Linked DNA regions of Mus musculus: regions 1, 2, 3, 5, 6 and 7 are each linked to region 4. Evidence: chromatin contacts called from public HiChIP or PLAC-seq and promoter capture Hi-C data. All regions are on one chromosome and are shown on one strand. Each heading gives the region's core, a stretch centred on a gene start, on an enhancer-like site or on the middle of the called end of the contact. The rest is flanking DNA. Distances are from core to core; before and after follow the strand shown. Region 1 holds the start of Ppp1r9b (protein phosphatase 1, regulatory subunit 9B). Region 2 holds the start of Spop (speckle-type BTB/POZ protein). Region 3 holds the start of Nr1d1 (nuclear receptor subfamily 1, group D, member 1). Region 4 holds the start of Nfe2l1 (nuclear factor, erythroid derived 2,-like 1). Region 5 holds the start of Fam117a (family with sequence similarity 117, member A). Region 6 holds the start of Csf3 (colony stimulating factor 3 (granulocyte)). Region 7 holds the start of Kat7 (K(lysine) acetyltransferase 7).

Region 1 (4,021 bases), core at 229-2,728, 1.8 Mb after region 4:
TCATCCACCTCCTCAGGTGCCATGTCCGGGGCCCGGCCATTGTCCACCCCCCTCTCTAGCGTCGCCACTGACGCCGCCGCCTCCTCCTCGGGGACCGCTTCGGCCTTGGGTTCCTCGGGTGCAGGGCTGGCTGTGGTGGCCGGGGTGCTGCCATTCTCCAAGGCTGCATGGACCGTCACCTCGGCCTGGATCACTTCCCCGGGAGCCGACTCGGCCTCAGACTCCCCACTTTCTTCAACCTCCACCGGCTTGATCTTGCGCACCTCCCGCGGCTTAGGCGGAGGTCGGGCAGGGGCCACCCGGTGCTGTGGGGGCTGCTGCCCTCCGGGGCCACGCTCCTTCTCGGTCGCGCCATCCCCCGACGGGGCGGGAGGCGGCGGCGGTGGCTGGAACACCCGGGACCGCTTAGTGACCAGCTTCGAGTTGACCTGGGGCGCCCCGGCTGCCCGAGGGGGGCCGGGTGCACGGTGAAGGCCGGTCCTCGAGTCGGCTTTCTCGAAGACCGCACTGAGCTGGCTGACCGTCGGCGACACGGCGTCAGCATCCAGCTTGTCCAGCGCCTCGGTGCTGCCGTTAAAGCGCACCACGACGTCCAGCTTCCGGTCCTGCAGGCCGGCGCGCTCCTGCCTCAGCAGCCGCCGCGCCACGGCCTCCTTGTCGCCACCCGAGGCCGCGGGGACGCTCCGTTCGAACAGCTTCCGCGTCTCCTGCAGCCGGGACGGCGGGTGCGGCGGAGGAGCGGGCTGCGCCGAGGGCGCGGGCTTGGAGTCGAAGCGGCTCACGCGCTCCGACACACTGGTGCCCAGCTTGAGCAGGGCACTGTGGTCTACGTTCTCGTTCAGGCTGCTGGCCCGCGGCAGGGACAGGCGCACCCCGCGATCGGACGCCCGTGGGGCCTCGGCCATGCCTGCGCCTCCGCCTGCCTCACCCGGCGGCCCCGCGGTGGTGCCCATCTGCAGGAACATACTTTTGATGCGGTGGACGTTGGAGCCATATTTCTTATGGTGGGCCGCCTTGGGTGCCTCGTCGGGCCCGGGTGCATCGGGAGGCTTTAGTGCCTGGATGCCCGCTTCGTAGGCGCTGCGGTGCGGGGAGGCGCTCCGGAGGGGACCCCCGGGCCCCCGAGGCTCCGTCTTCATCATGGTTGGGGGAGCCGGGTTCGCATCCCCCTGCTCCCCGCTGCCCCCCTCCAGCAGGCGGCTGGCCAAGTCGGGACCACCGCCCCCTCCCCCCAAAGAAAGAAATCCCGAAAGGCCTTCTATAGAGTCCCCCAGAAACCAAGCTGCCAAAAAACAGTTAACCCTGCTTTAAAAAAAAAAAATCTCCGAGCGCCCTGTGTGGGTCGCCTCCCCCAACCAAGCTGCCAAAGACAGCCAGCCCCCTTCGAAAGCTCTAGCGGCCTGGTGCGGTCGCCCCCACCCAAATTGAAGAAGCGGAGGCTGGCTGGAGCTGCTGGGACCGCGCGCCCAGCCCGCGAAGCAGCGGCCACGGCACCGGCTCACATCCTCCGAGGCGGTGTCAGCGGCGCTGGCGGCGCAGGCGCCCCCTACTCCGGCCGGGGGCCTTGGCTCTCGGGGTGCCCGGCATCCCCGCGCCCGTGGCTGCTCCGCTGACCCGGGCCGCTCCGCCGCGCCTCCCTCCCTCCCTCCCTCCCCCCCGCGCCCCGAGCCTCGGTCTTTCTCTAGCTCTGCCCGAACCGCGGCTGCCGGAGACCGAGCGGCTGCCCTTCTCGCCGCCGCCGCTGGGGGACTGGTACCACTGGGTCCTAAAGGGATCGGATTTCCGGGGCCGGAGCCTGTGAGCCCTCCCCTTCCCTTCCACCCTGTCGCCTGGTCTCTCCTACTCATAGTTGGCGGACAGCCTTCCGCAGCTTCACCGACCTTGGCTATTCTTCTTCAGCCCTCCCATCCCAAACTCGGCTTTTCACAATCCACTTAGGCGTCCCCTCATTTAACCCTGGGGGCGGGGAGCCATCCAGCCACAGCAGGAACTGGCCTTCTCCTCCCACAAAGTGAAGGGGTTCTGTGGGGAGGGCCCTTAATCATTTCTCTAAAGGTCCTTAGAGTGTTCAGGGGTACCAGCAACAAAACTTTTGGGTGCTAGATCAAAGTACATAATTTCTAGCTCCTTCCCAAAGGTGAAGGGGAATCTCAGAGGCGGAACCTGGGATTCTTCATTTTAACAATTCCCCATAGGAATTTTTTTTTTTTCATCTTTCAGAATGTAAAACTTGGGCCCAGCAATCTTTGTGGTGCTCTGTCCGGAGGAGAAATGAAGAAAGGGACAGGGTTGGGGGTTACATCACCCATATGGCAGGAGATTACCAAAGATGCTTTTTTGCCTTGGGAAGTCTTAAAATGACGTTGTTCACCTACCCCTTTGGGGAGAGGTATAGAATCCTGGCCTTCATAACCTGCCAGAAAAGATCTCTGAAACAGGAAGGTTTGTAAGGTGTTGGGGGAGGTTGGAAGGAATGATTCTAGAGTCCCAGGGCTAAAGTTTCCCTATTGAGAGTTCTACGTTGGGTCTCAGACTTAGAGGATTCTGGTCACTTGTGTGCAAGCGTGTTTGTGTGTGTGTGTACCCTACAAATCCCACCTTGAAAACTCAGCTTCTTTAGAGCTCCTTCATTCCTCACATACACAACAAGGGGCCTTGTTATGCCCGTTATCCTTCCCCAATCTAGCAGTGAGGATCCGTCCAATATTCAGTCAGGTCTAGATGTGTAGCTCCTCCAGTCGTTGGTAGATTCCCAGGAACTGAACAGGGTGGACACTAGGACCCAGAAAACAACTCAGGCACAAAGCCTCCCCCCTCTCCCCAGCTGCTTCCTGCATCTCAGGCCTTCCTGCGGCCTCTGCCTCCTCCCCCGCCCTCTTCCCCTCCATCCTCTTCCTCCTCTTCCCGTTTTCTCACTCTCTCCGGTTGGCCTGGCCCAGCTCATAGAGGGAACCCTCTACCCTTCCGTTCTCCGTGTGTGGGTTTTGTGGGACACTAACCCATGGCACGTGCGAAAGAGCTCTGTGCATGGGGGGGATGGGACGTGGGGAAACCGCCTGGGAACCCTGAAGATTGGGATGGGGAGGAGCCAAGAACCACTGGACTGGCTCCCTAGAGTAGTGTGCCAGGAGAGGGAAGATTTTTTGGCTCTCATCTGGAGCCGGAGATGAACCCAAATCTCAGGCTTTCGGATGCCCCCTGCATTTTTGCACAGTGGGCAGGAGACTTACCCCTCCCCAGTTCTGCGTTTGGGGATCTGTGCAGGGTAAAGAAGCCATCCAGGTTCCGTCTCCCCTCCTGACCCATCTTTCATGAACAAGCTTTAGGACATGTTCTCAAATTCAAGTCTGGGGCTTGAGCCCTTCACCCTAACCCGGCTACGGCAGTCAGTGGCTTGTTTTTTGAGAAAGGGCCTGCAGTATCCTGTGCTGGCTTCGAACTAAATACTTAGTCAAGGATGACCTTGAACTTTTCTGATCCAACTGCCGCCACCTCCTGAGTGCTGGAATTACAGGCTTGAGCAGTTACTCCAACCGAGGGCTTCCTTCTTGCTCAGCAAGCATTTTAGCAACTGTTTTACATCCCCAGCTCCCTCTGCAGTGGTTGGGCGATGCCCTTCTGCTCACCCCATTGCCAGTTGGGAATCTGAGCAGTGTTCTTAGAGTTCCTCTGTGGACTTGGTGGAGGGCCCAGGGCCCTGGGTGTTCTGCCCAGAATCTCCCACACCCTTTGTGGTGAGTCATTTTTCACTGGCCCCAGCCCAAGGGGTCTGTACCCACACTCCTGGCCAGGTGGGAGGAGGGGTTGGGAACCAGCTGTTAGTCCCTTTCCCAACACCCTTGGCAGAAATTTAGGATGGACTGGATTTAAAGGTACCCTCAGGTCTCCCTTGTTCAGTGATTTCTCAGAGTAAAACTCCTTTAAGGGCTTTGGGATGTGAGAAAGTACGGTGAGTGTGGAGCTTGGGTGGCTGCCGCTAATGAGTGGAGATTATTTTTTCCTGGGCTCCTAGATGGAGCTG
Region 2 (4,143 bases), core at 786-3,285, 1.4 Mb after region 4:
GAAGTGTTCATACACTTTCAAGACCAAGAACATGAGGTTCTAGGGATAAAATGCCAACCAAAATTATGTCTTGTGAGAATACCAAAGAAAGAACACAAAGGAAAAGGAATTTCAAAACAAGGCTGATTCATGTCCCACTCCCAAGAGTATGAGACATTAGGTTAGCCAGACAACTGAAAAACAAAAGATGCCCCTCCCTTTTCCATTCTCTCCACCCAACAACAAGTTAGCTATTCATTTCAATACAATTCAGCAAACTTTTTGCTAGTAGAAAGTGTTTATCTTTGGGACCAAATGTATACCTGGCACTAGGGAGGCAGAGGTAAGCAGATCTCTGTGAATACAGTCTTGAGACCAGCATGGTCTTCATAGGGAATTCCATGCCAGTCATGGCTACATAACAACTTGACTATATCAAAAACAAATAAAACATCTTTTTCCCTACATGGTAGAGCTAAGACAAAGTTTCTAAGAGGGATGGCACAGCACCAAACTAAAGAACCAACTGCAGTCTGTCAGCTAAAACTCTGGGACCTAAGTCACTGGAATATTTTTGTAAAGTTCCTCATTTTAATTTTTTGGAACTTGCCAATATGAAAGAATTAGTGCTCAAATTATTTGAAACTAATACTTCTGGACAAGTTGTTCAATTGTTTCTGATTACCCCTGTTTCCATATTGTCACAGAATGTACAACTAAACTGTACAACTAAATGTATAACTAAACTGAAACGCTATGGAAGAACTTACACACACACACACAATGAACCAAAAAGGTCCCACTAAGTAAAAGGGCTGAAATGAAGCTACTGATTGACAGCTTGATTTCTGTTTTGTTGTTACCTCAAGTCTGTGTGTGGCACTTATCCCTTCCTTAGCTACTCTGTAAAGGCAACTCAGAATTTTACTAAAGAGAAATTCCCACCTTAGTTTCTTTTTTAATGGACCTTTTAACAAATCCTTTTTAACAAGACTATCAAAATCCCCTGCCAGAATAACGAGTTGGACTTACTCCTAAACTTAGGGGAAGTTTGTAGTAAGGTTTCAGCATGACGACGGGAGTGGTGGAAAGGGAAGTAATACTAGAAGTAGAAGTAGCAGTTAAGTTTCAAAAAGAAGGGTCAGCGTGGGACACGTTGGCTCTAGGAGGCGTTGGTAGCCTGGGAGTCTCTAGGGCAACACCAGATGCAAATAGTGCTTTGTCCTTAAATCCCTCGCATAATTTAAATTCTCCCTCTCGGATCGGAGCGACAAGCTCACTATTGGGTGGCAAGTCTAGCGAAGAAGGCGGGCTCGTGGTCAAGGGGCTCTTTATCCCGCAGGTCCCTGCAAAACAGCAATGCGCATGCGTCCTGAAGCAGCGACCAGGCACCCGGAGCTCCTTCACATTCGAGCATGCGCAGTTCCCCATCTCGCCGCAGGCGACAGCTCACTATTTGGCAAGGGGGATGGGGTTGGGGATATGATGGTGAGGGAGGCAGGAGGCAGGGGGCGCGTTTGTGTTTCCAGAATGCTTGAGGTAGGAAGAACGGACGGCTGACTAGGCTCTGGCTTCCTCGGGCCAGGAAACCAACATAGGAAATGGGGCAGAGAATAGTACATTAGGAAAAGTGTGTGTTGTGGGGGAGGGTTTAGTCACTTCTCAAGGAAAAACCCCGCACCCCAACAGGCCAACCCCTTCTTCGACTCTTGACACACACATACACACACTCACCTGAGAACGGCGGCGACAGCTGCTGGTCCCTGTCCCCCTGCGCTCGCCTCATACTGCCCGCAACATCCGGGACCTGCGGGACCGCCGATACACAAATACACTCTTGGAGCGCGCACACACATACAAACACATACACACACATACACACACACACATACACACATACACACACACACACCACACACACACACACACCACACACACACACACCACACACACACACACACACACACATACACACACACACACACACACATACACACCGACACACACCGGCCTGGGCGTCCTGTCGTCAGCACGTCGACGCAGCGAGCGCGTACCCGCCGGGCCCCACCCCGCGCGGCCTCCTCCCCCCAGCTTCCCGCCCCGCCCCACCCCGCCTCGCCCCGCCCCGTCCTGCCCCGCCCCACCCCGTCCCGCTCAAGACTCTCCAGCTCCTCCTCTTTTAAGACTCCGCCTACCTTCCCTAGTGCGCAAGCGTCGCGAGGTGGTGCCAGGGCCCGGGAATTTGGGCGGAAGGCGGAGCCAGAGTGGAAAGAGGCGGGAACTCGGAGGGGGTCGCGTGCAGCGCGCAGAAGTTCGCGCTGAGGTGCGAGGCCAGAATGGAGGAAGGAAGCTGAGATCCAGGGACCGGGTGGGTGGAGCAGCAACAGGCATTTCGCAACTGAAACCTAGTTGTGCAGTTTGTGGATTACCGATGACTTAGCTCTTACTTTCTTTTTTAGGCAACTCTCAGCTAAAATACTTTTTAAAGAACTTTTAACATGTGTTTTAGTTTGTTTTATTTTTTGAAATAGGGTCTTGCTCTATAGGATTGGTTGACCTAGCACTCTCTTTGTTGACAGGCTGGCCTTAAATTCATAGAGATCCATGTCCAATAAGCCTAGCCTGCAAATGCTAACATTTATAAGGTACTTTGCTAGAGTACTGTGAGGCACACCTTTAACCCCAGAACTCGGGAGGCAGAGGCAGGAGAAGCTCTGTGAATTTAAGGCCAGCTTGGTCTACTTACTGAGTTCACAGTCAGCTAGAATTACAAGGTGATACCGCGTCTTGAAAACTAAATAAATTAGCATTTGACAACAATAACCAAAGAGCTGTTCTTTCTGGGAAAGGCAGAAGGGGTGTGTGTGTGTGTGTGTGTGTGTGTGAGAGAGAGAGAGAGAGAGAGAGAGAGAGAGAGAGAGAGAGAGAGAGACCCAATGGAGAGGAAGCTGATTCTGTGACAATTCCTTGGCTAAGCCATCCGGGTCCCCAGTCTGTCTCATGTCTTAGCTCCCATGGACCAAAAGTGATTCTGGAGTTGGGTAGAATTGTCTCAGAGCATCTTGGCCCTGGAAGAAAACAGTCATCTTTGTGTTACATTCTTCGATTACCTTAAACTTAAAAGAAAATATTTTATTACTGAATCAAGCTCTCAAAAGCAAAAGCAGACTGCCTCTTGCATACACATATCAAGCACACACCTAGCTCTGAGAGATCAACCCAGTGACCCTGTGGGTCATGAGGTAACAGGGTTGCAGCCTAATTGAGAGCTGCTTCCTGGCACCCTACTGCTTTCCAGGCCTTGGGACAGTCTCCAGGAGACTCTGCTCCTATCTCTTGCCACATGCTCCTTGGCACCCAGTGGCTGGTGAGCCTGTTCAGCAGGGAAGGCTGGCAGCCCAGGAACCAAGCCACTGGGTTTGGAAAGAACCCCGACAGTGCCGGGAGGCTTTCCACTTTCAAGTATAGAAGCAGACCCCGTAATCCCCATATGAAATATCCTAGGAATTATAAGCAAAACCTTCCAAACCCTTGGGGCCTTACACAACCTAGATTCTAGATGAAATTGCTCTTATTGGTTTTTTTTTTCTCTGCTTTATTTTGAGGGTTTGGGGTTTTGAGATGATCTCACACAGTCCAGGCTGACCCCCCCCCCCCCCCACACACACACACACACAGCTCACTACGTAACAGAGGCTGGCTTTGAGCTCCTGATCTTATGCCTCTACCTTCTGAGTACTAAGACTGAAAGGGTGTTCCACTCTGCCCAACCAAAATGGTTTATTTACGAACTGGAGAGCCCAGATTCTCTACTGATGTGGTCCGTGTGCTTGGCTCTAAAGCAGAAAGAGCTCTTGACACCTGAGGCAGATTCTTGAAACTTTTCAATTAGATTTCATTTACTGTCACTATCAACAAACCCTCCTCTCTTGAGCTGAAGCCAGAGAGGTGTTGGCTCCTTGTAAAAATTATGGCTGTCCCGTGGGTAACTCAGTAACCAGTTACAAATCACTAGCCCTTGGTGACACCGTGGCTGTTTAGTTACCTAGTCTCTTGACTTAGGATTTCACAGAGAAGCAGAGAGAGGGGGGGGGGGGGAGAGAGAGAGAGAGAGAGGCTCTTGAGAAAGGAGCATGGGGAAGAGGTGCAGAAAGAGTTGGTTAT
Region 3 (4,310 bases), core at 195-2,694, 1.9 Mb before region 4:
TGACCTTAACATTCAGCTTTCTTTCTCCTTGGTACCCCTAATTCCAGCTTTGAGGGTCTCATGTTGTTTAAGTCTCAAATCACTGAGCTCAAAGTGGTCCTCCTGGCTCAGTTTCCCCGTATGCTTTTCTCTGACTCCAAGGTAGCTTGCTTCCCAGGATTCCCAGAACTCTCTGGAGCTTCCTAAGTGCAAGTAGAGAAAGACTTAAGGTTAAAAAAAAAAAAAAAAAAGCACCCCCCCTCCATCCCCAAGTGTAGAGATTACAGAGGACTTGGAGATAGGAGCAGGGTGGCTGGGGCTTACTCGACTGCTTGAAGATACGTGTCCATCTCTCTTTACAACCCAAGCCCCAGAGAACAGACCCCTTCCCCCAGGCCTCTGTGTTTCTCACTCCTGAGATGACTGCTGCTCTGAGAGAGATGCTAAGTGCTTCATGTGCTCATTTATCCGCCATCTCAGGGACGGGACGGTCACAAGAAATAAGCAGTGAATGCCTGACCTTGAGCCAGTCCCTGAGATGGCGGTCCCTTTTCTTCTTCAGTAAGAGGAGGGAAGATCCTCACTCCCTCCTCGCTTAGTAGGAGCTTGCTTTGCAGCTCAAGTCAGCTTCAAATTCACGACAGTCCTCCTACCTCAGCCTCTCAAGGACGGTGATTGCAGGCACGAGCCACTACACCCTGCCAATTCGGGGAGTTGAGGGGTGGGAGTTAAATGATCCTCATGTTCTCCCTAAACTGTGGGCTTCTTCTGCTATCATGAAGCCCTGCAGAGAGCAGACCCCCCTCTCTCTATGAGGACCTCAGAGCACTTTCCCTTTGTTCTCCTTTTTATTTCCCAGACAAAGGGAAATGACTCACCCCAAAGTCACTTGAGTGGGCAGTGTGGTGTCATATAAGCAAACAGGGAGTCCCTAGGGATATCCCCGTGCTATGCCAGTCCTACCCGTGGGGGCTGGGGTTAGGGTGAAGAAGAGAAAGGGGTTTTATTTACACTGCTTGTCGCCCACCTTGTCACCATAGCAAAAGATGCTTAAGTTCTTGATTTAAGGGAAATCTCTCCTCCCAGCTTGTCTTTCTCCCCCTAGTCACCACTAACCTCAGGGTGAGGTCAGTTCTCCAATCACGTGAAGCTCTCACGTTTGCTAGGTTTGCAGAAAGGGCCTTTTAGCTTTGATCTTCCACGGAGCAGTAAAGCTTGCCAGGCCCTCCCCAGGAATTCACATGCCCTTGCCATACAAGGCTTTCCAAACACGCCACCCTGACTCTTCAGAAAACCCCACCCCAGTCCACTTTCAGCTCCTCCCCGCTGCCAGCAAGCACTTTTGCAAAGCAGAAAAGGAATAGGCACACTCCACCTACATTGTCAGTAGACTACAAATCCCAACAATCCTGGCGGTGCGCAGGCGCACAGATCTCAACGTGCCGGCTGCTGGAAAAGTGTGTCACTGGGGCACGAGGCGCTCCCTGGAATCACATGGTACCTGCTCCAGTGCCGCGTGCGGCCCGGGAACCCTGGGCTGCTGGCGCCTGCGCAGAGCCCTCTGTCCCAGGGAAAGGCTCGGGCAAAAGGCGGTTGAGATTGGCAGAGTGAAATATTACTGCTGAGGAAACGTAGCAGGGCACACGTCTCTCTTTGCGTCCTGGTGCCTCATTTCTCCATCACCTACTTACTTCCTGGTTGCAGCTTCTCTTCCTTTGGGACTTTTGCACCCGGAGCTCCAGATTCATTACCCTGCTTCACTGCGGAGCCTTCAGGAGTGGCATCCGGTGCACTGCAGAGACCCGACTCTCCTTGCTACCTTATAGCCAGAACTGCTGCAGGCTGATTCTTCACACACACACTCTCTGCTCTTCCCATGCAAATCAGATCTCAGGTGCCTCAGCGTCCTACCCTTCTGGAGGGCTGCAGTATAGCCACCCCAAGACCTTACTGCTCAGTGCCTGGAATCCTGATTGCGAACTGCGGGGCTCACTCGTCTCCCTCAGCCATTGCCCAGGGGGCGAGAGAGGCCATCACAACCTCCAGTTTGTGTCAAGGTCCAGTTTGAATGACCGCTTTCAGCTGGTGAAGACATGACGACCCTGGACTCCAATAACAACACAGGTACTGAGATTCTTATCTTTGCTCTGTCACTGTCTCCATTTCCATCCAAGGCTTATGAGAGGAACTTTGTAAGGGATTGGGGATTCCCTCTGGCTGGTGTTTGTTACTGTGCTAAGATGAAAGCCACTAGGTAAGATTTCTAAAGAGGGTTATTACGGCTGGGAATGTGCCTAAAACGCATCACTAGCACCCCCTGAGTTCCCCTCAGTCCGAGAACGGATGAAATGGAGGGTGGATACCAGTGGCGAGTGGAAGAGTTTAGGGAGACTCAGCATTTTGAAGCAGTCTCTGGACACGTCCCCATTTGCCCACTCCTTGCAGCTATAGTATGCCTGTCTCTTTTCCCTTTTCTACAGTTCTAGCCTACTTCCAGGTAGTCTTGGGAAGTGGGGCGATCCGGGCTGGTGGGTTTGCGTGACTGGGTCAGAGTTCACAGGGGAATCCTCAGCGGCAGTGGGGAGCTTCATTTGAGGAGTCGGGTGCTTGGGACTCATCTCCAGGCAGGGCACCCACAGCGACTTAGCCTGGGGAGGGCTCACATGGCTGCAGAGCCGGGCCCACGTGCTGCATTTGTTTTCATTCAGTAGAAGCCGTGGCCGCCATCTCATTGGTCATTGCCTCCCGGCCTCGTTACATAATGAGCTCCGCCCCTCAAGTTGCCGGAGCAACGCTTGTCGCCTTCTCTCCTCCCCTCAGTTGTCCCGGCCCAGCTTGGTTTTAGGGCCAGCCTACGACCCAGGACGCCCGGGAGGGGCGGGGCGAGGGCGGGGTTTTCCTTGCGACAGAAGGGAAGCGGAGAAGGCGGTGCTTCGAGTTCCGGGGTTCCTCGTTGGGGTGCCACGTGCGAGGGGCACACGTGGAGTGGGGACGTGAGGCCAGCTGAGGGCCAGGCTCCCGCCCCGCCCTTCTCCGCCTAGATCTGGGTGAAGCTGGGCTGACTCACCGCCCCCGCCTGGCTTCTTTTCCTCTCAGACTGCCTGGCCCTTACCCTCTATGACCGAGACTTGAGTAATATGGGGGCACCCCTGACTTGTTTGGCCTCAAGTTTATACGTCCCAGCTAAACCTCACACCAGATTATTCTTATACCCCTTTATTCTAATCATGCCTACATTCATTTTCTGCATTCAGACTCACTTTTCCATGTTCCAAAGTTTACTGTTCTCCGAGTATGACTTTGCATGCCATGAATGTCTTCTCCCCCCCAAACAGGAATACCTTAGAATCAAGGTTGACAACGTACTACTTTGTGTCGTCGCCCAGGGTTTTTTCCCCCCACTCATAGAAAGGAAAACTGAGACCAAGAGACAAGAGTTGATTTCCTCTATATTGGAAAGCTAATCGGTAGCAATACACATCTAGATGGAGAGCTAGGGTCTTTTGAGCATTGCCCATCACTTCAAAGTTGGAAGACTTTTTTTTTTAGTGACTTTCTCATGCCCTCTTTCAGGATTAACTAGGTCAAGTTCATTTAGGTCCACATAAATAACCCATCCTCCAACCCAGCCGTGAAACCATAGCCGGGTAACCATTCTGTGACTTATTTTACAGGCAGGGTTCACCCTGACCAACCTTGAGCTATTTTAAGGTTGCCCTGCCTGGTTTAGTGTGTGTCAGTGGGTGAGCAAGACATGTGCTTCTGTCGACTCGGTGGCATGGCATGTGTCACCTCACACACGTGTCTGAGGATCCTCCCCTTTCCCCACTCCACCCATGGCCGGCCAGGCTAAGTACTTGGCAGAGGTGTGGCAGACAAGTGGCCCTTCTCTTCTGTGCATACCACAGGAGCCGAATCACCTGGCCCGCAATGTAACCAGAGGGACAGAGCCGCTGGCTGAGTGGCTATAGAGCTAAAGTTACCACCGGGCTGAGAAGGAAGGGGAATTCCTAAATCCCTAGAATGGATACTTTGTTTCTCCCTTTCATCTCCTGCAACTCATCTGAGTCTTATCTGTCACATTTCTAAGTCTCTTGTGACTCATCTCTCAGAGGCCAGAGCCAGGCTGAACAGAGAGTCCTTCCCTGCAGTACTCTATGAGAATATGTCTTTGGGTTTGAAAGCAAGGTGTGACCGTTTTACGTTTGTACACCTCCATTTTCCTCGCACTAGGCTAGCTACCCATCACGCTGCAGGGTCCATCACTGGAAAGGTCTCAGTGTAGAACTAGTGGCTAGTTTTTTTTGTGTGTGTGTGTATGAATAACTGTC
Region 4 (4,031 bases), core at 628-3,127:
ACTTTCTATGTAGCTCTGCCTGTTCTGGATGATTAATTATTTCTCCAGCGGTGAAACGAGCCAACTCAAGCCAGATCAGGGTATATGTAAGCAGGTTTATTGGGAAACTGCTTCCAGGCAGGTGAGTTCACTGGTCCGGAGCCACAAGGTCAGGGGGAGGGAGACAGAGGGGAGGGGAGAAGAGAAAGAGAAACAAGTGCAGAGGGAGAGAAAAGAGAAGGGAGGGGCCAAGAGAACTAAATGTCTGGATTGTACAGGGAAGAGCCTGTGGGGAGTCTGTGTAGAGGGTGAGTATGCCAGGTAAGGACTGAGGAATGCTGGGAGGACCTGGAGGCCAGGTCTACTTTGTAAAGTAAAATAACCCCTCTGAAACCCAACACTTGTAGCCCTGGCTGATCTTGAACTCTTCGTACATGAGAATGCCCTTGAGTTCACAAAGATTCCAAGAGTGCCAGGATTAAAGGCATGGGACACTATGCCTGTTGTTTTGAAGACCCAACAATTAATACACAAATGTCTAGTTTTCATAAATTTTGTATTCTAGTAATTTATTGGGACACACTAAAAAACGATGAAGTAAAAACAGTCTTTGAAAGTGTTAACTAGCTCAAAATAATTTGTTTCCATTTAAAAAGGTATGTGGTAGCTTAATAATTTTTGTAAGAATCAGTTGAATTCTTGGTGCATATTATATCTGTGAAACGTACTTTACATTCTGAGAACCCCTCCATATTGGTGCTAACTCTCCTAGCACAGCGTGAAGTGAACTTATCTGCTGCATTATCAGTTGGCCTTGTCCTTAATTGCACAAGGACAGCGAATAATGAACTGTCAACTAGATTATGGCCTCTTAAAAGGAGACAAGAACTCAGTTGGCATCTCACCTCTGTCCCACAGCTACACAGTACAAACTTCAATACAATGATTTCCTACATGTGGTCTTCGGACCAGCTGTATCAGAATTACTTATAGGGAACGTTATCAGGCCCCTACCACAGGGTCACTGAACAAGAATCTCACAAAGGCTTTGTAATTTGGAATCTAATAAATGATGTTGAGAGCACACTTATATTTGAGTCACAAAAAATGTTTTGGTACTATAGTTGTATGGGGAACTCTGGCAACGATGGAACGTTCCTGAAAAGCAAAAACTAAGCTGTGTGCGAGGTTAGAGGAAGGGGAGGGGCTCTTCCCGGTGTTTCTTTGATGGCAAAAACGAGTTACTATGTCCTATCTATCACACTACCAACATTTCTCTAAGGCCCTCGTCTGCCCCGCAGTTTCCACGACCTGACTGTTGCCTGGGCTACAAGATGCCACCCTTCCTGCCTGACGAACAGGTTACACCAGGCTCTAAGGCAGACAGGGGGTACCGGTTTCCGTTGCCAGGACTCAAGATGGCGACACGAACGTCGCGACCATCAGAGCCACATGCTCCGTACTCCGCCTCGGCCCCCCCCTCGGATCTCACTGGACTTTTACAAGTCACCGTGGGGACCCTCAAGGACGGAATCTCGGGCTCCGGCGTCAATGCTCCATTATCTGCCTTAAAGGACCGCATTCCTAGGCACACAATGAGCTAGAATCACCTAACTTACAACACCGCCCACCTCCAACCCGCAGCGGAGAGGTTCAGAATGCCGGACACTAGGGCCTTCGCCTCACTCATTGGTGGGTCCATACCGGGGGGCGGGCCTGCACACTCATTGGACTTCTCTCCACGTCAGTCTCGGGAGGACTGTGCCGAGTGGGCAGACACAAACTCGACTATTGGGTTTTCTTTGCTGTCAATCAAAGTGACATCCGGTGACGACTCTAGTCCCGGCTATCTGATTGGACCAACTGTTTCTGGGGTGGCCGTGGCGGGCGGGTTTCCGAGTGCAGTGGAAGGAGGGGGCGGGGAGGGAAGCCGAGGCTGGGCGCTCCAGGCCGGCCGGAGGTGGCGGCGACGGCGGCGGTGGCGAGGCCGGGACTTGGGCTGAGGGCCTGCTGTGGCGGCAGCGACAGACTGTGACCTCAGCAGCGGGTACCTGCTCTAATTCCCTTCCCCAACGAGATAGCCGCGGTGCAACAGGGCCGAAAGCTTGTGGGATAAGGGGCGGCGAGATGTGGTTGAGGAGCAGGAGGCGGGACCCGGGAGGCCGAGAGGGGTCTTGATCGGGCTCGGGCCCTGGACACGGCCGGAAAGAAACGCGGGGCCGACCAGAAAGCGTGTTCCTGGGTGGGCTGGACTGAGAAGGGCCGAGGGCATGGGAGGGCGTGGTGAGGCTGGGCTCGCGAGCGGGGTGGGGCCTGGGGAACGGAGGGCGGGGTGAGGCTCGCTTTTAAGGGTGGGTCAAGGCCAGCAAAGTAGCACTTGTCGCTCCGTGTCCCAGAAAGCTTGGAGGCGCGTCGGCGAGAGTGGGCATGGCAGCTTGGTCTCATCCAGACTCGGGTACGGCAGGGTGGGACCGGACTGGGGCCGGAGCGCTCTCTCTTTGGCCTTGTGGGCTTTGAAGAACTTTGTCTGCTCTCTCAAACTTTAAGTGGCTCTTGGGAAGTTTTAGTAGTAAATTGCGCGAGGACGGGCGGGTTTCAAAAGCAGGGATGTTTACTCAACCGAATGAGGGTATTCGTGGGTGTGTGTGTCTCCTACGTGTCGCTCCCACTTCACCTTTAGAGCGAAGTTGATAGTGGGCCACAGTAGAGGAGTTTAGGAATTTAATGGAAGCTCAAAAGTAGAAATCAGAAATGGGAAGGCAAATTTACCTTCTCCCCACTTGGCAAGTGAGATCGAGAACTTGGCCATATCCTTCTGCTTTGGCTCAGAAGGTCATGTGAATAAAGCTAAAACCTGTGAATTCAAATTCCAGGTGGAGCACGGCTCCACAATCTTCCACTGTCCTCCTGTACCCTACCCTGTTCTTTTATTTTGCCATACTGGGGATTGGACCTAGGGCCTCTAACCAGGCACCCGTGATCTGTATCCTTGTCCTGGACATTCTTTTATTTTACTATTGAAACCAGGCTGGTCTTAAACCCCTGATCTTAACGTTTCAACGTTCTGAGTGGCCTGTGCTATTAGGCTGGTCTTTTATTTAAAAAAATAAATTAATTAATTAACGAATGAAAGAATGATAGGAAAGGGGAAATGAGATTTCAAAAGTTGGAATAACAAAAAGGCATATGAAATGGAGGCCTGAACATTTTCATGTATTTTTTCACAGTCTCTCAGTAATAATCTCTGTCTTCTCTTTAGAGTTGGAAAGGACAATGACATGGGAAACCAAATTTTTTTAAGGATAGGAAATGGACTTCTTGTGCTAAAATTAGAAACTGGGTAATGTGTTCTATTAAGAGTGTTGGTAAATGAGACAAAGTGTAAGAAAGTTTTGAATGCCTTGCACGCACAGTCTGCTTCAAATAAGACCTTTTAGGAAGTGTGGCAGATTTAATATTTAGTATTTAGGGTGCTTCTTTCCTTCCTTTTCCTTTCATAGTTGGCACAGCAGGTTTGGCTTGGCTTTTCCGTGTAAAAGTAACCTTTACACGTGTTTCCTACTCTCTGCCCGAGCTTCTTACCCTGACCATGAAGTGAAGAGTGTGGAATCTTATCTTGTTGTTCTGTGATTCCCATTTCAGGGTTCTCTGGAAACCCCCCTGGTAAGTGCAGAGGAGGCGGGACACTCTGACCCAAGACAAAGACCTGTAGCTCCAGCCAAAGAAAATAAACCTTAGGAAGGAGAAGGGGGGGAAAAAAAAAAGGAGGAAAGAAAGACTCCATCAGCTGTTGGTGTGAGCAGCCTGCAGTGGATCTCCATAGAGGACAACTAATGTGAATCCGAAAGTGACTGTGTATGGGCTGTGGTGAAGTAAGTTGAGGGCCCTGAGCGCCTGGACTGTGTTAGGAACGATCGAACGGCTCAACTTTGCGAGGTGAGGTGTCAAAAAGGGAAAAGTGAATGTGGCTTTCGCTCCACGGGGTGTGCTGTCGTCTGGGGCCGTCAGGGAGCTCAGCCCTTGTGTTGTGCCAGGGTGGGGTCCAGGGTCTG
Region 5 (4,351 bases), core at 1,599-4,098, 1.5 Mb after region 4:
GTGTGTGGTGCAAGATAACTGCACGGGCAGAGTGTTACATCTTTTGGGATGGGAAACAGAAACAGTGACGGCACTTAATTGCTCCTGAAACCCAGTCCCCCGGCTCGCAGCCTTTTTAAACAGTTGTGTTCCTGAGCCTCATTTAGAGCGCTTGTTCTACAAGATGACAGAATCAAAACTCGAGAGGCCCTGAAATTCTGAAACCTGCAGCACTGGTTTCAGAGCAGTCTGGGTTTGCTCTTTGAAGCCTGAAAAGGCAGTGGGCTCTCCCCAACAGCACACTTACAGTAGCTCAGCAGAGACACACTTTTTCCAGCCCCTTTCCTGTGCCGGGCGCCCTTCTAAGCTTTTCATGAGCTCACTTAATTCTTATGACACAGATACTGTTGCCCACAGGAAAAGAAAGGGAGTCCAGAAGCTTCCTCAAGAGCATACACCAGCTCGCAAGTGGGAGAGCCTGTGTTTAAAACCCAAATTACAAACATCATTCTTTTCAGGGTCTGTGAGAGAAAAGAAAAAAAAAAAGTCCCTGTCACATGCCCTAATGGCCTAGGGGAAAACACTCCTGCACACTTCCCAAAGCACAGAAGGAATAGATAGAGTGAGGTCCCAAGTCAAAGCCCAGGTACGCCCCCCACCTCCCTTTAATGCTTAGCCACAAAGAAGACCAAGAGGTTCAAGCTACTATTTCAACTCTCCCCCTCCATTCCTACTGAAAACATAACAATAATCCCACCTCATAGGCAAATGTCTCTTTAATACGTCTGGGATATTAACAAGTGAAGAAACAATGGGCCAACCAAATACATAATGCAGGAACCCATTCAATCTCTCTAAGTCACCTGAAGTTACAGAGACCTCTGCTCTCCTGTTTTCATCAGTACCTTTAGAGACCCTGACCCTGCAAAAGGAGTTGGCCATGTAATGAAACCCAAGCTTGCTAGCCTATGTTCATCCCCTTTGCACAGCCCCCCCCCACACACACACACACACTGTTCTCCCTTCTAATGCTAGCTCTGTAGGGATCACAAAACAACTGCTCTTAAAATGATGGCTAAACAATTTCTAACTACTGCACGGGCAAGGCTTCTGTCAATTTCTCCCGAGAGTGATGAAGGTTCTGGTGCTTGCTGCTCTAGCTTCCCTGGGTTTCAAGGAAGCCCAAACAAAACCAACAGGTTTGTAGTCTTGTGGTTTGCTTTATAGTTGACGATAGGCACGAGTTTGTCTGGGCATTGCCTTCTTCTATACCACCAGATTCTACACATACTTTGACTACTTGGTCACCATCTTGCTACCAGATTTGATCAAGTTCTGCGTTCCAGAATGTGATACTAGCACATACAGTGAGGTCCAAATAGACTTGGCTTTCTACCTCAAAGACCCGATGAATCCCATTCCTATCTAGCAAGACTCCTGTAACAGAATACCTTCAGGAAGAGGATATGCAATGTCCAAGCTTAGTCATCTGCAGAAAGCACAAGAGACTGGTGTAGGGACTGTCACAGTAGGATGGCAGGGACCATAGCTTCTGTACATTTGGTACAAACTTAGACTTAGGAAGTGTGCAATGATCCTTTCACATCTGGTGTGAATCAAACGCAAACTTCACTTTTAACTTACTGCCAACCTCCTCATGCAAGTAGGTTCCCTTTCCGTTCCAAAGGGCCTGCAATTGTGGGTCCCATCACAGCCTTAAGTGTGAAAGCAAGGTTAAATTTGCTCCACCCTAGTTTCCCCACACCCACCACATCAAGCTGCTATTAAGAAACTGCTTCGGCGCTGTTCAGAAAGTGGGGTATTTAACACAGCATACTTGATTGTAAGCACTCCACTGCCACGTTGGCTGGGAATGCTCAGGGCAAAACACCTTCGGAGGAGGCAAGAAGTAGGATGCAAACTGCCCAACTCCTGTACATAAGCACACACGCACAGAATAACTGGAAAGAGACAGCCATGTTAAGCAAGTCAGAGATATGGGAACATTCAACTTCGGGGCTACCCCGAGAGGAATGTAGAAAATCGGTAACAGAGGTATGTTTGCACCGAAGTAAAAGCCGTTAAACTAACTTATTCCAACGGGCTGAGTTCAAATCATCTCCTGGAAGAAGCATAATGTGAAAGCGCACGTGAAGTGGTGAAGAAAGGAACTCGAGAGCCATAGAGAGAGACGCTGGGGCCAAACTCAAGCAGGAGAAGTAACACATGGCTCCACCCGGCTCTCTTCCATGCCCCTCCCCCTCACTGAGCAGGCGTCCAGCGCCCACCGGTTCTGGCTCCCAGTGAAGCCCTCGACTCCGGACGCCCACAACACTCCTTGCACGCACTCTAGCACTTCTCACACCGCCCGGGCGGACACTTCGGACCACTTTTCGGTTACGCCCCCCCAAAGCTAGCTTCCATCTGCCAGGTCCCTCCCCTCTGGTCCCCGGCCCATGCACCCGGCACCCCGTCCCGGAGTTGCACCGCAGGTTCGCAGCTGCTCGCCTTCGCTCCCTCCGCCCTCGCGAACTCTGAGCGCCCCTTTTTCTCTTCTCTCACCTCCCATCTACTTCTAGTACTCTCCAGCCCGTCGCCCCAGCACCCGCTCCGGACCCGGCTCACCTGCGCGGCCACCCCCGTCCCGGCGCTGGTGAGGCTGCTGCAGCTGGAAGGGGACCGTAGCCCTGAGTGGCTGCAGACCGACCCGGGGGGAGCCAGCGGGCGCCGGTGGAGAGCAGCCCCGCCGGAGACCCCCCGCCCCTCCGCGCCCCGGCCCCCAGGAACCTCCGCCTCGGCCGCCCGCTGCGGCCCCGGACATGGCCCACCCGGCTACCTGCCGCCTCACCCCCACGGCGAGCCCCACACTGCCCCCAACCCCCGCGGCCGCTACTTATCTGCCCTACGGGCGCGGACCGGCCCCCTCGGCCCAGAGTTCTAATTGGCCTACAGAGTCCCAGGACCTCCCCCTCAACCAATCCATGGCGGGGCTCTTCTGTTTCCGAGGATGATTGGTCCATGTGCTCAGCCATCAAGTCAAGACCCCCACCCTCCTGATTTTCTTCTTTTCTTTTTTTTTTTTTTTTTTAATGTCCTTAAGGCTGCCGATTGGACCTTCCAGTAGAGGGCTGGTTCTTCAGCACTGCCAATGAGAAGGTTCAAAGGGGAGGATCGTCACACCCAGTCCCAGGTAGTATGCAAATATATGCCATGTGATGTCAGGCTGTGCAGGGGGCGGGGCTGGATGTGGACTGGAATCAAACACTACTGAAATCTTTAAAGGTGGTAGTGTCAAACTCTAAGCAGTTTCAATGGGACTGAGAATGCCTAACTTCAAAAGCCATTACATTTAGTTTAACTAAAAAACATTAGTTTTCAATTCTCATGAGATTTCACTGCAGCTGACAAACTCCAAACTGAGATTCGATAAATTTATAGAAGGTTTGCCTATCATTTGCATGAGCTTTGCATTAAATTCGTACATTTAATGGCTACCTCGCCTCACATGACACTCATTTGTCTTCTACGTTTCCAAGTCCCTTCCTGAAGCTGGTCCAATCTCAATAAAAACAGCTGTTAGTCTGTAAATTAACTTGAGCCTTTAAAAGGGAGCTGGGAATTTCCCTTCAGAACCATCCATTGTAAGTGTACCTAGCAAAACAAAGTAAATGATAAATCTGATCAAGTTTGATAGTGACTCCACTAGGAAATCTTTGTCTTTCCAGCTCAGTTGCTCTCTGACCTACAAGTCAAAGACCAGATGGTCCCCAAAGAGAATACTGGCAAGCTGTGAAAATTATATGCTATGTATATGTGAACACATTTTCGGAAAAAAGAAAAAGCAGTATTTAAGATACTATTAAAACAATGCATCTCAAAAAAAAAAAATCCATTACTCTTGCTACTTTGTTCTATATATGGAAAAGAAACAGAGCCAATTAACGCTGGACTGTCTGTGAGAAGGGACCATCCAAGTAATTGGATAATTCCCTCTAGATTTATATTTAGTTATGAATTCTAATTTTGACCTTGCTACCGATTTGTCTTTCTATTTCAGTCTCTACCGAGTTTAGTATTTTTTTTAAAGGTATTCCCTTGAAGCCACACTTACTAATCAGAGGAAAGGGAGTAAACTGGGTGTGCGTGCTGCGAGAGTACCTTGGGATCCAATACTGAAAGCAGATAACGCTCAGAGTGGGAATGCAACAGTTGGCTGAATATTAAAATCAGACCAGAACACAGAACATGGAGGCAAAGGAACATACTGTGAAAAGATTTTTCTCTGCAAAGACACTACTTTCATGTTTGAACGATTTGCTTCAAGCTCTGACATATAGATTGTTTGTGATGGAAGAAAATAGTACTCTTTTTT
Region 6 (3,935 bases), core at 422-2,921, 1.9 Mb before region 4:
TGGAAAGGGCTTTCTGCTCAGGTCTAGGCCAAGTGGTGCAGAGCAAGGCGAGCCGTCTCCAGGAAGCCCTGCAGGTACGAAATGGCCAGGACACCTCCTGCCCGGCGCTGGAAGGCAGAAGTGAAGGCTGGCATGGCGCTCTGTGTGGGCTGCACAGTAGGGGCCACCCCTAGGTTTTCCATCTGTGGGGAGGAGATGAAGTCAGGGATCAGTCCTTCCTTGAGGTGAGGAAGTGCTGGGAAGTTGGTTAAGTTGGCCTGTGGGGCTCATTAAACGTTAACGGTAGGACCAAGACTCCAACCCAGTCTGTCTCTGGACAGAGTCTGTCTGTCTCTCAGCCTGGAGGAAGCGGGGTAGGGGGCGAGGGGTGTCTTCCCAAAAAACAGGCCTCTGAAAATATAGAGAGCTTCCAGGGTGCCCAGGTGTGCTGCCATGACCCCCTCCAGATGGTACTCACCTGCTGCCAGATGGTGGTGGCAAAGTTGGCAACATCCAGCTGAAGCAAGTCCAAGGTGGGGGCCAGGGCAGGGGAAATACCCGATAGAGCCTGCAGGAGACCTTGGTAGAGGCAGAGCCCACTGTGGAGCTGGCTTAGGCACTGTGTCTGGGGAAGATAGCAGGGTTAGGCAGTACATCTTGGGATGCTTGCTCTCTTCAGGAGCCCAAATAGTAGGATGTAGTCCTTCCTTCTCCCCCTCCTCCTCCTTCTTCCCCTCCTTCTCCTCCCCCTCCTCCCCCTCTTCTTCCTCCTCCCCCTCCTCCTCCCCCTTCTCCCCCTCCTCTCCCTCTTTCTCCTCCTCCCCCTCCTCCCCCTTCTCCTCCTGGTCCTCCTTTTTCCGAAAATACTCACCTGCTGCAGGGCCTGGCTAGAGCAGCCACTCAGGGAAGCCTTCGGGATCCCCAGAGAGTGGCCCAGCAACACCAGCTCCTCGGGGTGACACAGCTTGTAGGTGGCACACTGTAGATGGAAGGATACTGAGGGTGCTCACCTGGGCCAGGCTCTTTGTCCAGCTCAGGTCCTCCTGGCTTCTCAGCTCCCTACCTTCCTAGTGACCCTAAGGACTGTCCCATCCAGAGGTCCCACTGCTGTCTCTACTCATTCTCTTTCCTGTGCCCTTCTCCCCCCATGTTCCCTTCCTCAATGTTTCTGTCAGTATTCTGAGGGTGCCATCTAGGCTCTTGTGCACACTGGGCAAACACTGTCAACTGCTGTGTGTTCCTAGTCTGCCCTCTTCTCATTTGTGCTCCTGCCTCCCCCGCTACCCCCCCCAAGTCCTTCCCTCCACACCTATGGCAACCCCACTCACCAACTGCTCCAGCAGCACCGAGCCGCTGGCCTGGATCTTCCTCACTTGCTCCAGGGACTTAAGCAGGAAGCTTCGGGGCAGAGGCAGGGATGGTGGCAGAGCGCTGACAGTGACCAGGGGAACGGCCTCTCGTCCTGACCATAGTGCACTTTGCCACAGCAGCAGCTGCAGGGCTAGGAGCAAACAGACGGGTCTGAGGCACTTGTTATCCGGCCTCTCTCCATTCCACACCCAGGGCAGGTAACCAGGGCACTCACCCATTAGCTTCATGCGCCTCTGGGCAGAAAGTTGAGCCATGGATTCTGGGTGATCTGGGCTGCAGCTCTGGGCTCTGCCAGGGCCCAGCTCCAGGGGGCCTTTATACATAAAGCCATCAAGGCCCCGGGAGGAAATTACCTGGGGCTGGGGCAACTCAGGCTTAGTAATAACTTCCCAGGATTTATGCAAATTTGATGATAGCTCAGGACAATGCAGGGGGTTGGGGAAAAGCTGTTTGCGAAAGTTTTTGTGAAATCGGGGAATCTCTGTTCCTTCCTTGACGTCTTGTCCCCCCCTCAAACTCTCTTCCTCTCTTCCAGCCACACCCAGGCCTGAATCGCTGCAGGGTGTTGGATCTGGATCCGAGTTGTCCAACAAGGCTGGTGAAACCCTGGAGGGGATAGCAAGGAACTCAGACCCTGGGGAAGAATGGGTGCTCAGATCAAGACTGCTTCTGTCTCTCCATCCTCTGGCAGACGTGCTTGGGGAGCCCCCTCTGCCCTTCATTTGTGATTCTCAAGTCACCTATACCTGGGACAAACATCCCGAGAGAAGAAAGAACCTGTCCTCTTTTCAGACCCATAAGCTTCCTGGTGGCTGCCTCCTGCTTTTCTGGGAGCCCTCCACAGCACCCTAGGTAGGGTCTTGCTGTCTACGCCTGCCCCACATTTGGATAAAAATAAATTGGTCCAGCATTCAGGCCGTTCTGTCCCAGGCTGATTAGCTGGGAACTCCCCAATACCCCCCATTATGACTCATTTCTTTAAGCCCCTGGATCCTGGCAGAGAGGCCAGAGGAAACCGGATGTCTGTCTTGAATGAATCAAGACCCTCTGGGGCTCCTGGCTCACCTGACCTTGCCTTTCTGCTTCCCTTGGCACATTACCTCGATGTCGTGGAGTCTGGGGCATCTGGAGGGCGTCGGAGGCTGGGTCATGGAGTGTCCCGACGATCTCTGCTCATTATGTAGCAGTGGTGTGAGCTGGCTTGAGTCGATGCATGCTGAGGTGAGAAAGGAGGAGCTGCATCTCCCATCCTAGAACTCTGCCCAGTGTTAGCTCTGAAAGAGACCTTGGTGATTTCACCTCTGTGAACTGGGCCAGAAAGGGAAATGCCTTGCCCAATCATGGGTAGTAGGGATGGAGGGACATCCCAGTCGCTCTCAGTCCCAACAGGGTATTACTACCTAAAAAGGAGGACGGCATTCCTTGTCTGACTGATGGCATCTCGATCTGGTACTTTCTGAACTATTTCACCCCCACCAAGGTGGGGCCAAGGAATATAGACATTTTTTGATGTTGAGGCATACCTGATGGGGTGGGGCCAACTCTGGGGCTAGGGTGCCCTCTGGTGGCCACAGATGTCATGGACATTAACTACATAGCCTCTGCTTGAGAGGACAGGCCAAGGGATTCCCATTCTGTTTGTTTATTTGTTTGTTTTTGTTTTTCAAGACAGGTTTTCTCTGTCTCGATAGCCCTGGCTATCCTGGAACTCACTCAGTAGATCAGGCTGGCCTCGAACTCAGAAATCTGCCTGCCTCTGCCTCCTGAGTGCTGGGATTAAAGGCGTGCGCCACCATGCCCGGCGAGATTTAATTCTTAAAACATGCTAACTGGCAACAGCTGCCTACTTTATATGTCACAAACTCAAGACCCACAGGGGTCGAATAGAATATCAGATAGACATCTTGCGTATCAGATACTTACATCGTAATTGATAACAGTACCAAATCACAGTTATGAAGTAGCAATGAGATCGTTTTATGTTTGGGGGTCACCACAGCATGAGGAACTGAATTAAAGGGCTCGGTATTAGGAAGGCTGAGTGCCACGGTGTAGGGGGTGGTGGGGATCTTTTGCTGCCATTATTTTGTTCTGTCTACCAATTGGTGGGCTGCAGATGAGGGGTGGCCTTGATGAGCTGCACAAGCCCCCTTTGCTCTATTGCACCAGCCAGCTGGAGTGCACCTCGGAGAGTGGAGAATAAAGACCGGAGGGCAGCGTTCAGAATGTAGCTTAACTGATACAGTACCTGCCTGGCATGGACAAAGCTCTGGGTTACATCTCTAACCCTGCATAACACAGGCATGGTGGCACACACCTGTCATCCCAACACTTGGGAAATAGAGGTAGGAGGATCAGAACCAGACCTGGCTAGAGAGGGGCCCTGAGGGCCCCGACATAGTGTAACAATTGTCACTGCTGCTAGCTGCTAACCAGAACTCAGTGGCCAGACTCTGTTGCCAAAGACACCGCGGGCTCTGGGCACAGGACATAGAGGAATCAAGCTGGACGTGATCTCAGAGCGTCTTCCTTGCTGTCTGGACCTCACGGTGTATGCAGGCTGCTAAGAGGATTGCCAGCCAATG
Region 7 (3,962 bases), core at 1,284-3,783, 1.5 Mb after region 4:
TACCAAACAGTAGGATGCTATAGTCATGATTAGAGAGACTGCAAACAAACAAAGAGCCATACATCAAGCACTTACTCTATCTCAGGAACTTGCTGAGTCTTTCAAAACACTCATTTCTTTTATTCTTTCCAACCACTTAGTCAGCTGGTCATTAGCACAAACACTTTAAGATGAGAAACTTAGGTCAATTTAAAAACCCATCCAAGGGGGCTGGTGAGATGGCTCAGTGGGTAAGAGCACCCGACTGCTCTTCCGAAGGTCCAGAGTTCAAATCCCGGCAACCACATGGTGGCTCACAACCATCCGCAACAAGATCTGACTCCCTCTTCTGGAGTTGTCTGAAGACAGCTACAGTGTACTTACATATATTAGTAAATAAATCTTAAAAAAAAAAAACCCATCCAAGAGCAACACAGAGAGAAAAAAAAAAAGACAGAGCTGATCTGCATCTGACATCAAAGCCTTGTACTCAATTCTAGTGAAGCTGATAATGAGGAGTAGGGACTGTGTTCCTATTGGCTGGGAAATGGAGGGGGGACATATCTACCAACGTTTGAAAATATGCAGTAGTTTCTGAAAAATAATGTCACCATGTTTTATTACCTTACAAACAGTAAATCAGGAAAGTCTTTCTGAAGACAGAAAAGAAATTACAGGGGGTTGGAAGATGAATCCGGTCTAGGCTGACCTAGAACCATGTAGCTGAAAACCTTAAACTGAATCAAGCTTTTGATTCAAGGACTGGGAGTACAGATGTGTGTCACCACAAGCCAACTTAAAAGGATATTATTCAAATATAAGAGGCTGTTAGCACTAGTTAGGGAGTTAGAACATTCCAGAGTAGCCCCAGGAACATATCCTTACGTGAAAAGAACAGTGATAGAATGGATTAAACACGAGAGAGCTAAAATAATACAAAGGAAAATATCTGAGCCCTTTTCAAGCAAGTTTTTATGTGCAAATCAACTCACAAAGATTGTTAAAAGGTATTTATACTAAGTACTAAAAGCAAAATACCGAATGCTAATGGCGTCAACAATGGCTTAAGCTATTCCCCACCCCCAGCCCCAGGGAATGTGGGCTAAGGGTCTGGAATTTTTTTAACTCCGAAGAGTCCTCTGTTTAGCATGTCAATCAGGTTTGTATTCTGTTCTTAAAGCCTCTCTCCAGGTTAGCCAGCCTCAAATGGAAATTCTGATAGGGGCCTGTGGGGGTTCAGGGGATAAAAGCACTTGCTCTTTCAGCAAGCTGGATGACCCGAGTTTGATCCCAGAGACACCACAAAGGTGGAAGTTAGGAATCTATTCCCCAAAGTTGTCCTCTGAGCACTCACCTGGTCATGAGTGCGTGCTCAGCTCACACACACACACACACACAAATCTGGAACCAGAATTCTATCTTGGTAATTACTGAGGTTGCTTTGATTCCAGCAAGTCACTCTTGGTTCACCTTGGTTCTTTCAAGTCCTCTGAGGCTAAAACTTCAAGGCCTACAAACCACTTTCCAGACTTTTCTTTTTCGAGACAGGATCTAGCCTGGAACTGGCCATGTAGACCAGGCTGGCCGTAAGCTCATGATTTGGATCTGCCTGCTTCAAAAAGCATGCACCCCCACCCCCACCCCCCCACCTGGTTCCAGACTTTTCGTATAGCTCTTTCTTCTAGTCTTAATTTCTTCTTCTTATGGCCTTTTATTATTACTTGAATACCCACTCCCTTTCTAGTGTCTTTCAAAATACTATTTCTCTCTCCACTCAGTTCTTGGCTCTTGCATTTGTGCTACAGAGGTCACACGGGCTGAATGAGGTTCAACACTTCTCCGACTTTTGGTACAGCACCCTCACATTCAAACCACGTCCTCCGCCCCTCTCCGGGCCACCCAAAGATCTCAAACCAAAGCAGAGCACTGATAAGCCGGGGGCGTTTCACAACAGAGATAAACTGGAAATTCTTTGGCGCTCCGGCATCCTGAGAATGGCTCTGCATCATCTCATAACTTACTTCTTGTTCTCTTAACGCAAGGACAAGGCATAAAGAGAACACTCTACCCCACTTCAAGACCGACAACGACCCTGTCAATCCTTTATTCAAGCCCCATTCACACCACTCCGGAACACGGAATAGCTCTTACAGCAGTTCCTTGGGCAAAATATCTCTTGCCAGTTCGGAGTTTACAGAATGAACGGAAACGTCCTTCGGCCGACTAGGAAATGAAAGAGTTAAAGATCGACAACCTGATGGATTCTGGGGTTTTCCTCCCTCCACGCCACAAATTAAAACGACGAGGAAGGAAGAGTTTGCCCAATGTAAAGATGAAAACGGTTACCTTCAACTGCCAGACTTCTGCCCCAAACAATCATGGCTACCTAATCCCACACGAATGCCGCCTACCTAACTAAAAAGGTCTAGCCGAAGGTTTCACCACTGGTGCCGTCTCCTGCCCAATTCCAAAATGGCGCTGACTGGCCTCACTAAGAGTTTCGAGCTTCCCATGATCCTCACTGGCCTAAAGGTCAGGTGACGCAAGCCTCAGCCGGAAGTTAAGGAATAGGCGCTTCCAGCCCGCGGCGCTTGCGCAGAAGGCTCTAGACGCTGAGAGGTAGGAGGCACTTGGGATCGTCCGCAGGGTTTGGGACAGCTACAGAGGCCGCCACGGAGCCCGCCGGAGCCCCCGTTCCTGCTGGTGCTGCCGCCGCCCGAATCGGAACCGTCGGGCTGCAGCCGCCGGCAATGCCGCGAAGGAAGGTGAGAAATGGCAGAGAAGGGATGGCGGGTTTCTAAGGGGAGTCGATTGAGTAACGTGACGCGGTTGGCCACGCCTCGTCGTGCTTGGGTTCCAACTTTCTGGTCCCCCGAACCTAGCCTAGCTACTCTGTCTCCTCTCGGTACCAGACAGAAAAATGTGGGCCCGACCCTGGCCTCGGCCTATGCCTGTAACTATTCCCGCCCTCTGCTTGCCCGGATCGGAGGCGTTCTTGTTAATTGGTCGCGGAAATGTCTAGAAGCGTATTGATTGGATGGTGACGCCGCCTGTTTGGGCCCAACGGTCACCTCCCCGCGTGCGTGGGCGGTGTCTCGGTCTGGCCCCGGTGCTCTCCGACTGGCTGTGGCGAATGCTCTCCCTTCTCTTTATTGGCCCAGCTTTGCAGTCTGTTCTTGTGGCGGGTGCGGCTTAGCAAGGCCTGGATTGGGGCGACCAACGCCCCGCCCTTCCGGATAGAGATGGCGATAGGTGTTGTAAAGGCGAGTTGGGAAGACCACTTTCCTTTCCTGGTGGGGGGATTACAACAAAGCCGAGGATGGGTGGTTAGAAAGCCAGCGCCCACCCCCAAGGGATAGCTCGCAGGCCTGTTGCGTCTCAGTCACCGTCTTCCACCTATTTGTTCAGTTTGACATTTCCTGGTCAGTAAATGTTTGTTGAACTGTATGACATTTGCCCCATATGTTCAGTCGTAAAATGCAAAGAGCAGTGTTACGTGCTAGTTGCTAGGAATTCGAAAAGTATGCGTGATCACTGGCTTAAAGGGTTATCGCTGTTGAGAGAAGAACACAAAGAACCATAGTTCATACAGTCTCTGCTTGAAATTGTATACACTGTAAGAAAGCCGTTAACGTGGGAAATAAGTAAAGAGCTGATTTTCAGGGTTAAGCCAGGCAGAATTGATAGGTCATGGACGGGTGTCAGGGTCTTTGGCTGAGATGACCCTAAAGTTTGCCTTTTAGTGACATTCTGTGCCTCTATTTACTTGTGGTCAGATTTTTGAATGAAATATTTGGATGGATAGACGGTTGGTATTCATATTTCTGCAGAGATCACTCTTCATGGAAGCTTTCCAAGTTAAATATTTACATTAATGTCTCTTGCAATGACCAGAGTTGACAGGTAGTATTTTTTTAAAAGATTAATTTATGTATTTTATGTATGTGAGTACACTGTAGCTGTACAGATGGTTGTGAGCCTTC

What was found. Promoter capture Hi-C pulls out the DNA fragments that hold promoters and counts their contacts. HiChIP or PLAC-seq counts read pairs in DNA pulled down with a chosen protein or histone mark.
Region 1: a contact with region 4 is called in an H3K27ac HiChIP or PLAC-seq map of bone marrow-derived dendritic cells, with 6 times the contacts expected there. The contact joins the promoter of Ppp1r9b here to the promoter of Nfe2l1 in region 4. A contact is called at or near these places in 3 of 39 promoter capture datasets (erythroid cells, hippocampal neurons and pre-B cells) and 1 of 115 datasets of contacts at active chromatin or transcription factors (bone marrow-derived dendritic cells).
Region 2: a contact with region 4 is called in a promoter capture Hi-C map of liver, with 2.6 times the contacts expected there. The contact joins the promoter of Spop here to the promoter of Nfe2l1 in region 4. A contact is called at or near these places in 5 of 39 promoter capture datasets (the C10 cell line, hippocampal neurons, liver and 1 more), 1 of 484 Hi-C or Micro-C datasets (B cells) and 1 of 115 datasets of contacts at active chromatin or transcription factors (cardiomyocytes).
Region 3: a contact with region 4 is called in a promoter capture Hi-C map of liver, with 4 times the contacts expected there. The contact joins the promoter of Nr1d1 here to the promoter of Nfe2l1 in region 4. A contact is called at or near these places in 2 of 39 promoter capture datasets (liver and pre-B cells) and 1 of 115 datasets of contacts at active chromatin or transcription factors (pancreatic cancer cells).
Region 5: a promoter capture Hi-C map of pre-B cells shows a contact between it and region 4, with 2.6 times the contacts expected there. The contact joins the promoter of Fam117a here to the promoter of Nfe2l1 in region 4. A contact is called at or near these places in 4 of 39 promoter capture datasets (hippocampal neurons, liver and pre-B cells) and 1 of 9 other capture datasets (adipose tissue).
Region 6: a contact with region 4 is called in a promoter capture Hi-C map of pre-B cells, with 2.5 times the contacts expected there. The contact joins the promoter of Csf3 here to the promoter of Nfe2l1 in region 4. A contact is called at or near these places in 2 of 39 promoter capture datasets (liver and pre-B cells).
Region 7: a contact with region 4 is called in a promoter capture Hi-C map of liver, with 4 times the contacts expected there. The contact joins the promoter of Kat7 here to the promoter of Nfe2l1 in region 4. A contact is called at or near these places in 5 of 39 promoter capture datasets (3T3-L1-derived adipocytes, hippocampal neurons, liver and 1 more), 1 of 484 Hi-C or Micro-C datasets (B cells), 1 of 115 datasets of contacts at active chromatin or transcription factors (astrocytes) and 2 of 9 other capture datasets (adipose tissue and liver).

The regions. Positions count from the first base shown.
Region 1 is chr11:94,988,669-94,992,689 of GRCm38.p6, reverse strand. It overlaps Ppp1r9b (protein phosphatase 1, regulatory subunit 9B), which reads right to left and starts at 1,478. Exons shown (of 10, transcript NM_172261.3): 1 at 1-1,478. The coding sequence starts at 1,142.
Region 2 is chr11:95,411,975-95,416,117 of GRCm38.p6, reverse strand. It overlaps Spop (speckle-type BTB/POZ protein), which reads right to left and starts at 2,035. Exons shown (of 10, transcript NM_001359107.1): 1 at 1,714-2,035.
Region 3 is chr11:98,772,511-98,776,820 of GRCm38.p6, reverse strand. It overlaps Nr1d1 (nuclear receptor subfamily 1, group D, member 1), which reads left to right and starts at 1,444. Exons shown (of 8, transcript NM_145434.4): 1 at 1,444-2,103. The coding sequence starts at 2,073. Gm31862 (a long non-coding RNA gene) reads right to left here and starts at 1,410. Exons shown (of 4, transcript XR_880204.3): 1 at 1,007-1,410; 2 at 1-182.
Region 4 is chr11:96,827,814-96,831,844 of GRCm38.p6, reverse strand. It overlaps Nfe2l1 (nuclear factor, erythroid derived 2,-like 1), which reads left to right and starts at 1,877. Exons shown (of 5, transcript NM_008686.3): 1 at 1,877-2,026; 2 at 3,622-4,031.
Region 5 is chr11:95,335,515-95,339,865 of GRCm38.p6, reverse strand. It overlaps Fam117a (family with sequence similarity 117, member A), which reads right to left and starts at 2,848. Exons shown (of 8, transcript NM_172543.4): 1 at 2,605-2,848. The coding sequence starts at 2,800.
Region 6 is chr11:98,699,049-98,702,983 of GRCm38.p6, reverse strand. Csf3 (colony stimulating factor 3 (granulocyte)) reads right to left here and starts at 1,671. Exons shown (of 5, transcript NM_009971.1): 1 at 1,565-1,671; 2 at 1,308-1,480; 3 at 851-958; 4 at 458-604; 5 at 1-182. The coding sequence starts at 1,604. The coding sequence ends at 24. It overlaps Gm38985 (a long non-coding RNA gene), which reads left to right and starts at 1,474. Exons shown (of 3, transcript XR_001780319.2): 1 at 1,474-1,547; 2 at 1,886-2,571.
Region 7 is chr11:95,308,817-95,312,778 of GRCm38.p6, reverse strand. It overlaps Kat7 (K(lysine) acetyltransferase 7), which reads left to right and starts at 2,533. Exons shown (of 15, transcript NM_001195003.1): 1 at 2,533-2,744. The coding sequence starts at 2,730. It overlaps Gm11520 (predicted gene 11520), which reads right to left and starts at 2,363. Exons shown (of 3, transcript NR_155298.1): 1 at 2,326-2,363.